Linked DNA regions of Mus musculus: region 1 is linked to region 2. The links are chromatin contacts, called in public promoter capture Hi-C maps. All regions are on one chromosome and are shown on one strand. The core of a region is the stretch at or near the end of the contact, and the rest is flanking DNA. Distances in the headings are between cores, read along the strand shown. Region 1 holds the start of Cks1b (CDC28 protein kinase 1b). Region 2 overlaps Smg5 (Smg-5 homolog, nonsense mediated mRNA decay factor (C. elegans)).

What was found. Promoter capture Hi-C pulls out the DNA fragments that hold promoters and counts their contacts.
Region 1: a promoter capture Hi-C map of liver shows a contact between it and region 2, with 3 times the contacts expected there. The contact joins the promoter of Cks1b here to the enhancer-like site in region 2. A contact is called at or near these places in 5 of 39 promoter capture datasets (erythroid cells, hippocampal neurons, liver and 1 more) and 1 of 484 Hi-C or Micro-C datasets (B cells).

What each region holds. Positions count from the first base shown.
Region 1 is chr3:89,415,825-89,420,351 of GRCm38.p6, reverse strand. It overlaps Cks1b (CDC28 protein kinase 1b), which reads left to right and starts at 2,061. Exons shown (of 3, transcript NM_016904.1): 1 at 2,061-2,197; 2 at 3,951-4,078; 3 at 4,389-4,527. The coding sequence starts at 2,139. The coding sequence ends at 4,441. It also overlaps a transcript of Shc1 not described here.
Region 2 is chr3:88,337,573-88,342,405 of GRCm38.p6, reverse strand. Smg5 (Smg-5 homolog, nonsense mediated mRNA decay factor (C. elegans)) reads right to left here. Exons shown (of 22, transcript NM_178246.3): 2 at 450-548. Among named protein-coding and RNA genes, the nearest start is that of Smg5, 3.7 kb to the right of the region's middle. Within about 2 kb of position 3,250, at least 11 of the 459 cell types and tissues checked have an H3K27ac peak or open chromatin away from gene starts, as enhancers often do. A contact at or near this core is called in liver, where this site is marked.

The DNA of each region.
Region 1 (4,527 bases), core at 812-3,311, 1.1 Mb before region 2:
AAGAAATAAAAGATACTTTTTGCTTATTTGTTTTTTCAAGATAGGGTTTGTCTATGTAACAACACTGACTGCCCTGGAACTTGCTTTGTAGACCAGGCTGACCAGGATGGCCTGGAACTTACAGAGAACCAATCACCGGGGTTTGCCTCCACTTGCCTAACCGCTGCTGTGGCTGCGGAGGTTGCTCAAAGTGTCTACCTTCAGACCTCTTCAGCAGCACTTAAAGCAGTTTAAATACCACCCTTCATTCTCTCCCCTGTGCTTAGTCCCCATCCCAGGAAAGCTGTTACTGAATACCACATCTCTTCCTGAAAAGAAATTCTGTCATTCTGTTTGCTAAGACCTCAGCTCTTACACTCCCAATCACACAAACACACCATGGTGTCATCTTGAGAGATGGCTCTTCCTGGGAGCTTTCATATCGGAAGGCCAGGGATGAGCAAGAGGTGCCCGCATTTGGAAGAAAAAGTCAACACGAGCCTTTAAGTTTGCTTAGAGATTGCCTCCTGCACCCAAGGCTAGGTAGTAAGGGCAGGAGAAAAGCCGCGTTAAACACCTCGGCACAGCAGGGAGGAAGCTGGAGGGGCAGGAAATAGCAGGAAATGGCGAAAGCCTCAGGAATGTTTCCAGCAGGGAAGGTTAGGCAAGTGGGGCCAGGATGAATGCCAAACTAGAATATCTGGATAGGGGGAGGGGTCTTGTAAAAACAGCGGAAAGGACGAGAACCTCTACTCCTGTCTCCAAAACAGTTTTTCTTTTGACAGCAGGAAAACTTTGACTCCCGTTAGGCTCACACAAACCAATGCTTAGTCCAATCCAGGCATGGGAAGGTGCCATCTATGGCTGTCTTTGGGATGGGGTCTCAAAGGAGTCAAGAGTCTCCTTTCCTTCATCCACTCTCCAGCTGTAAACGAAATTCAGTCCCTTCGACTTAATTCACTCTCGAAGGTTACGGGGGTGGGCGAAGAGGGGAGAGGGGCGACGCTGCTAATAAGCTCACTCCTTACAACCACAAATTTCAACCCCCCACCTTATGGAGCACCAGAGCTCAGGAGAATTAAGCCCAAAGCTTAAAACAAGGAGAGGGATATAGAAGCGGATGAAACGTCAGGCATTTAAGACCTGGGTTTTGCGGCACTGACCCAAGCCCAAGAGGAAGGAGAATCCTGAGGGGACAAGGTCCCTAAACAGGGAGTACGGCACATTCCCAGGATCGGACGTGGACAGTGGAAGGGGCGGGTCCCAAAGGGGCGGGGTCCCAAAGAGGCGTCACTTCTACAAAGTCACATCGGTCTTTCAAAAGCACGGTTTTCCCTCTTTTGGAAGCCAGGCAATGGATAGACTGGGTTCAACCGAGAATCCTGAAGAGGCAGACTCAGAGAGAGAACAAGGAAGACTAATCATATGGTGCTGGGAAACACGTCTGGGGGTGCGATTCCCAGGAAAGTAAGACCACAGGGTGTGGTCGCGATCATAAGAGACAAGTCGGGGTTCAGGGAGCCCCTTGAAGTAGGAAGGTGGGACTTCCGGAGAGGGGTCTCGGGGGCGGGACTTATACAGCAAGACCGGAAGTAGGGTCCTGGGAGAGGGGTTCCGGGGTGGAAGAGGAGTTGGTCGCCACAGAAAGAAAGTCTAGACTTACCAGGGTCTCATGGAGTCTCCGCACCGCACCGCGGGCCGATCTGGTTCCGGATCACGCAACTGTCTGCTTAAGTCACCGCCCCAACTTTCACCCCAGCCTGGGCCTCCCCAGACAAACTTTATTACACTCACTTCCGGCCTCACTAACCCCTGACCCCCTACCTCGCTGTCCCTCCTTTACCCGTCTGCTTTCCAAAGTTGGCCAATGGCTGCGCCAGCAGGCTCAAGGGGCGCAGTGAGAGCCAATGAGAATCCTAGTTTGACCCAGCTCATTCTTCAGAAACCTGAGCACAGCACTCCATTTACGACTTGAAGAGACGCCAAAGCAAGCCAATCGAGGACTTCAAAATGGAGCTGTCCCGCCTTCGGCCGCAGAGACCAATAGGAAGTGCGGGCGGTGTGTTTGAAAGCGAGGCCAAAGAGGGTGGGAGCGCGTGCTGCTGGGAGTTGTCTGGAGGCCTGCGGCGCGGGGCTGAGCGCCCTCGGACAGAGCAATCATGTCCCACAAACAAATCTACTATTCGGACAAATACGACGACGAGGAGTTCGAATACCGGTTAGTGCCGGCGCGGGGACTACAGACAAAAGAGAGCACGCGAGGAGTTAGTTACCTAGGCCGGAGTGGGAGGCGGGGGATGGGGGCGGGGGACAGTGTAGAACGGGCGCGTGCGCAAGGAATTACCGGGGAGTGGGGTGGGGGTGGGATTGGGTACAGCAGCAAAGCACATGCGCAAAAGGTGGACGGAGGATGTAAAACAATGAAAGGGAACTTAGAGTTGGCCGGCTGTTAAATTGAAGCGTCTTGTAGCTCTGATCAGTTTTACCTCTGGGAATTCACATCACTAAAGCAACTTTGTTGTGGCGATTTCCCTAATAGGAACTGCTCGCGTTACTGAAATCTCAAAGTCTGCTGGGAGAAAGAAGGTAGCCCGTGCAGAACTGAAAGTTTCATGCTCTTGATGAAAGGACGGTTCTAAGAGAGCCTCAGTGTTGGTGGTTTTTAGTTTATAAAAAAGATGAGTAGTTGTCAGCCTTGTTTTAGATAGGCTTTTACAGGACTTGGAGTGGCATGAAGACTGTGGCCGTGGGTAGATACCTTTCAAATACTTGATCATTCATGGCGCGCATAGAGGTTTCAAGTGTTTTCTGTTAAGGTGCAAGATAAGCTGGTACGGTAGCTCACATCTTTAATCTCAGCATTCTGGAAGCTGAGGCTGCAGGATTGTCATAGGGTCCAGCCCAGATCACACTACAGATGGAACCTTGTCTCAAGTGTAAAGTACTCAGCTGTTTTCCACGTCTGTAACAATGTTACACTTACAGCATTTGCATGGCTGGAGAAATGAGTGGCTTCATCTCTGGGAAGCTGTAACTCCAGCTTAGCCTTGGCATTTTTGTTTAAAGGAGGGGTTTGTTTGGGTTTCTTTTTTTTTTTTCTTTTTTTTCTTTTTTTTCTTTTTTTTTTTTTTTTTTTGGTTCTGTGTATCGAAGTCACAGTTAGAATGGAAGCTCTTTTCTGACATTTGGACAACAATGGGGTGGGGCTCTTGTTATTATCACAAAGGAAGAAGCATTTAGTACATCTTCACTGAGCATGATAAAGTAAATCTACTTGGGGTAGCCTGAGTCAAGTCAGGTAATTTTTTGCCATAAACTTATGTTTGGGAAAGCTTGGGATTTTCCAAGTATCATAGCACATCCCTTAGAAGTATGAACATTTGCATGTTTGTCTTCATACCTGTTCCGTAAAAGGCCTTTCCACACAGTCCTAGAGTAGGTAACCAGCTAGAGGCCTGTGAGGCCTGTGATCAAAGGAGAAACAAATATCGTCAGTATCTCATACCCAGGAGTCACACATCAAATTGCTCATTTGTGGTTTTAATAACTCTTATGAAAGTGGTGAAAACCCATGGTGTTTTTATTTTGGTTTTGCTTTCTTTCTTGTTTTTGTTTGTTGTTGTTTCGTTGTGGTTGTGGTTGTTTGGTTTTGTGTTTTTGAGACAGGGTTCATCTGCTGCTGTGGTTGTCCTGGAACTTGCCCTGTAGACCAGGCTGGCCTCAACTGAGACCCACCTGCCTCTGCCTCCTGAGTGCGGGGATTAAAGGAGTGCCCACACTGGGCTAGTTACTTATTTTCACAGATTCTCTGTAGCGCAGGATAGCCTGAAACTCCCGGTCATGCTGCCATATCCCCGAGTGCCAGAATCATGGCACGTGTGCCACACTCCGCTCTCAGTATGTAGGTCAGTGTCTGGCAGACTGACAGCTCTGACACAGTCCTCACTCACATCCCCATGTTTCTGTTACAGGCATGTCATGTTGCCCAAGGACATAGCCAAGCTGGTCCCGAAAACCCATCTGATGTCTGAATCTGAATGGAGGAACCTCGGCGTTCAGCAGAGTCAGGGATGGGTCCACTATATGATCCATGAACCAGGTCAGTGAAATGTAGGGAGATTACAGAGCAGAGCAGTAGAGGGAGGAGGGCGTCAGTCATTGGAGGGGACTCTTTTTAAAGCCACATATATCCTGGTGATGGCCCCTGCAAATCACTGGATCTGTTCCAGATAAGCAAAGACAGTTAATTCTATTGTAACACTTCTGTGCGTGGCAGAAAGGGCAGGCTCTCGGGCTGTGTGCACCTGCATGCTGTGAAGAGTCCGTAGCACTGCACTGCGCAGTAGCATGCACTGTCGACTGCTCAGAATGCTGGGAGTTTCTTTCTTAGATTTCACTGTTTCTTCCAGAACCTCACATCTTACTGTTCCGACGGCCACTGCCCAAGAAGCCAAAGAAATGAAGCCGGCGAACCGCCTTCCGGCCTCGAGCGGTCCACAGCTGTCCTCACTCCCTGCCATCTTTCTGATCGCGTGACCATGTTGCTTT
Region 2 (4,833 bases), core at 2,001-4,500:
CCCTTGAGGAGGAACACACAGAGCCAAGAGCAAGGCATGGGCTATTACCAACACCAAAAGAGCTCTGCCTCCCAAGAGACATCGTATCATGACTCGGATTGCCTAGGAAGGCAAGGAGTCTCCAATAGACAGAAACAGGAGCAGGAAATAGCAAGAAGCTTAACACTCTTCATTCCCCACATGGTCTCTTCTCTGTCTTAGTTACTTTTTTCCCTTCACATGACCAATCCCCTTCAACTCAAATGCCATTTTTATGGTCCCAATCTAGTGGATGTACAAGCTGCAGACAGAATCAAGGATTCTCATCTGTTCTCTCAGGGAAGCCAGAGACTTCACTAGAGTACCATGAGGTCAGGAGGTTAAAGGTAATGTATATTAATTTATACCAGCAAAGCTACTCATAAAGGCAGGCAGGGAAATAGACTCTGTAGTTCAAGTCCCCAGCTTACTTGTTCCTCAGGCTAACGTTCTCTGGTTTGAACACTTCCTGATAAGCAGCTTTGTTGCAAAGGATGAGATCTAGCCGATGCACAGCCTCCACCACAGCCCTGCAGTGAAACAAAGAGCCCCTGAGTCAGACACATAGTTCACTTTGGGTGCCAGAATACAGATTCTAAAGAAACTCTGAAATGGGGAGGAGAGGGAAGGGGAGAGAAATGGAAGGGAAGGCTGAGGGTTAGGAAAATGAAGAGGCAGACTTCACTCAGATACAGCAGCCCTGCTCAAGGGATGTGGCAAAAATTAAGACATTGTCTGTCTCTCTGCCTGAGGAAGGCACTATTAGCATTTAGTGTATTCTACTAAAATTTTTCTGATACACAGATGAGCCTACCAAAATAAAAAAAAATTACCCTTTGGGGGTCATGATGTAATCCTAGGACTTCAAAGGCTGAAGCAGGAAGATTACTTACAATGACAACTTCAAAAACAGCCTGGACAATGTAGCAAGGCTCAGTGTAAGAAAATTACCCTACCCATGATGTCAACAGTATTAAGGTGGAAACCCCTCACAATAGGAAGAGTACCGACTTCCAGACACAGAAGCTCTAGGGTTCTAACCCTGACAAATTACCCAGCCTCTTAAAGGTCACCATATTAATAAAAATGAGTCACATAATGCAGGTACGTAGAATAGTTTTATAAGATTTAAATGTAACGATCTATTTACAGCTTTAGCATTCAGTAAACATTCAATTCAGAGCGATGGAGTGGATTCTTATATAAGAGCTTATCATCTCTGACATAAAAGAAAGAAGTTCTCAGTCTGGGAAGATGGCTCACTGGTAAGAACAATTAGTGTGCAAATGTGAGGATCTGAGCCTGAATTCAAGCACACACAGAGTGGACATGACTGTGAGTAACTGAGACTCATACATGCACAACCCTTTCATGTATATGCATATACTTTTAAAAAAAATCTTAACAAAAATAAGGCACCATGGGCTGGCAAAACTTGATGTCAGGCCTGATAACCCAAGTCTGACTCTGGAGCCCCACCCACATGGTGAGGGAGAAGACTGACTCCCATGAAGTCATGGGACACTCACCTGGAGTCATGAAGTTGTCCATGATTCCAGATGAGTGTCAGGGCTATTATGTATGCACAAGGGCAAATGCTTTGAAACAGCACACACACACACACCTGAGGCCAGAGGAGGGTGACAAATTCTCTGGAGCTAGAGTCAGAGGTAATTGTGAACTATGGGTTTTAAGATTCAAACTCTGGAAGAAAAATATGTACTCTTCATCTCTCCATTCTGAAACACAGACACACACGTACACAGATACACAGGTATATGTTTATTCATACTTTACTCATTATAACAAAACAGAGGTCTCAGAAAAAAAAAACCACATTTCTCTCATATTCAAAATCTCGTGTGTGTATAGATATACACGTATGTATGTGGGTGTGTGTACATGTAAACAAATGTGCCCATGCATATAGTATAAAATAAAAGAGAAGAAAATATAAAGGGATGAGGAAAGATTGAGTCCATGTAGCTTATGAAATATAAGGATAAGTGTTTTTCTAGTTCTAATTCTGTCCTGAGATTTTTTTTGAGTGAATTATAAATTTAATGTGAAGTATGCTAAAAGTATGCATATACACAAATAAATAAAAGCAAAAAAAAAAAAAAAAAAAAAAAAAAACCAACAAATAAACAGAACTGAGTGACCGTGTATAGTCCCAGCATTCACGAACTAGGGGGGCACATGAGACTGTCTCAAAGAGGAAATGGTGGCATGGCCTGATGGCTCAGTTAAGGGTTAAGGCTTTGGATGAAGTCTGCTGACGACCTCAATCTGTCCCTGAGTTCTACAGAGTAAAAGGGAAAAACTGACTCCCAGAAGTTGTCCTCTAACCACCACACAAGCTCTGGTACTTAATGGCACAAGTATGCCCATACTCGTGTACATACGAAATAGATGAACAGAACTTTAAAAAAAAAAAAACACTTCAGCTGGGCAGTGGTGGCGCACACCTTTAATCCCAGCACTTGGGAGCCAGAGGCAGGTGGATTTCTGAGTTCAAGGCCAGCCTGGTGTACAAAGTGAGTTCCAGGACAGCCAAGGCTACACAGAGAAATCCTGTCTCGAAAAAACCAAAAAAAAAAAAAGACTGTAGGCTTGGAAGCAAACTTCATGGGCTCTAATTTCATCTCTATTCATAACCAGCTCTGTGGTATTGCATATACTTCAGCTCACCTTACTATAAAATGGAAATATGACAATTAACTGCTTTGTTAAAAAAATATAACACTCATGACAATGCTCGGTAAATGTTCAATAAGCATTAATTTCCCTCCTTTTTGTTATATAATTGAGGTGTTTGATTCTAGAAGCTAAGAGGCAAGTGAGCCACCATAGCAAAGACAGCCACAGAAACTATACCACAGATGCCTAAGAAGTCCCCAAAGTAGGCTCTTCTCTAGTTTACACAAAAGTATGGCAAGTAATAGCTATGGAAGCAGGCAAATTAAGCTCTGCTGTAGACACAAAGGCAATCCAAACACAGACTGACGATGCCAGAACAAACCAAGATGTGCTCTTAGGCCAGAGAAAGTGGACCACAGCAAGCCTGGACTCTGTATGACCCAGTAGCAAGCACACTACTAAAAGCTACCCTACATAGGGCCAAATGACTGACAGCACCCAGCTGAACGAGTGGGCTGGAAATCAAAGCATTCTCACAGACAAGCTTGATAACTAAATATTCTGGAGTTCAGTCACCTTTCAGGCTACCTAGAAGTGAGAGCCAAGCCCTTTCTGCCAAGCTGGACTTCAATGCTAGAGGCAGCAGCTTAGTCCCTTGGACAGGGTGAGTTTGTTAGGGACAGGATCTTGCTGTCTTCATTCTCCGAGTTCAAATTCAAGTGACTGTCCTGTCTAGGCATCCTGAGCCCAAAGGGGCTTCAGTACCACAGGCAGACTTAATAAGAGTATAGGTGTTTTGTTTTTTTGTTGATGCCACTTGAAGACTGAACCCAGAGCCTCCACTAACCTACTACACCCCCAGCCCAAGCATTTGTACTTTTATGAACAGACTCCAGAAATTTCATTACATTCTCAATTATGTATTTATTTATCTTTTGTTTTTTTTTTTTTTTTTCCAAGACAGAGTTTCTCTCTGTGTAGCCTTGTCTGTCCTGGAACTCAGAAATCCGCCTGCCTCTGCCTCCTAATTACTGGGATTAATTAAAGGCGTGCACCACCACGCCCGGCCTCAATTTTTAAAAAGAGCTCCAAAGAGAAACACTTAGCTCTGGGAGTACTTAGCACCTCTTCCCCATTCTCTATCAGACCATAAGCTTCTTCAAGAAACTATAGAACCTTGCCAGAGCGCACGCCTGTCGTCTCAGCACTCAGGAAGCAGAAGCAGGCTTATCTCTGAGTTCCAGCCCAGTCTGATCTACAGAGAGAGCTCCAGAACAGCCAGGGCTCAAGAAACAAACAAAACTATAATCTCCCTTTGAAAAACCACAAAAATTAGTCTTGTCTCAAATCAAAGTCGTACAAATATTTCTAAAATAAGTACAGAGTTAATAAACCTAATAAATTCAGTGGTGTTTATAGATTCCCCAGCAACCCCTTTCTTCCTTCTTTTTCTTTGGATAGCCTTAAAAGAAATCAAAATGCTCTATTTGTAGATTGCTAGCTTCAGGAGTTTTTCCAATTTTCTGAAACTCAATGACAGCTCCACAGACTAACACATTTATCAAAAGTCAGAATGTCATCACCAGTGCCTTACACACACACACACACACACACACACACACACATGCATGTACACACACCAAACACAAACATAACAAAACTGGCTGCCTCAGTTGTTTACCCTGCTCAAAACCAACACAGTCACAGATAACCCCCCCCCCACACACACACACACATACCCACATACATACATACAAGTCACATACTGCAAGCAACCTGTCACACACCAGCTCAACCTGTCAGTCCTGAGAAAGGAAGGTGTGAGAAATTGAGAAAGCTGGCCTGACACAGTCAGAAGATTGTCCAGAGCCATTCCCCAGGCTGGAGACAAGCAAGGAATATCGAAGACACTGCCCACGCTGTGTCTGACAGGCTGCTCAGCACTTCGAGGCATGACTGGTTACACAAGCCATTTCTGGAGAACTCCTCGGCCTGGGGATCACTGCTTGGGGCCCCTTGGTGGGATGGAAGCCGTGGCATCAACTTCCTATTTCCAAACAGGCCTACATTCCCTTTCGCCTCCTAGCTTACAAGGCCAGAAGAGGCAGAGCACATGAATCAAGCAGCTCTGGGTTTTCTCATGGCAGCCTCCATTCAGCAGGGCCTGAGGTAAGA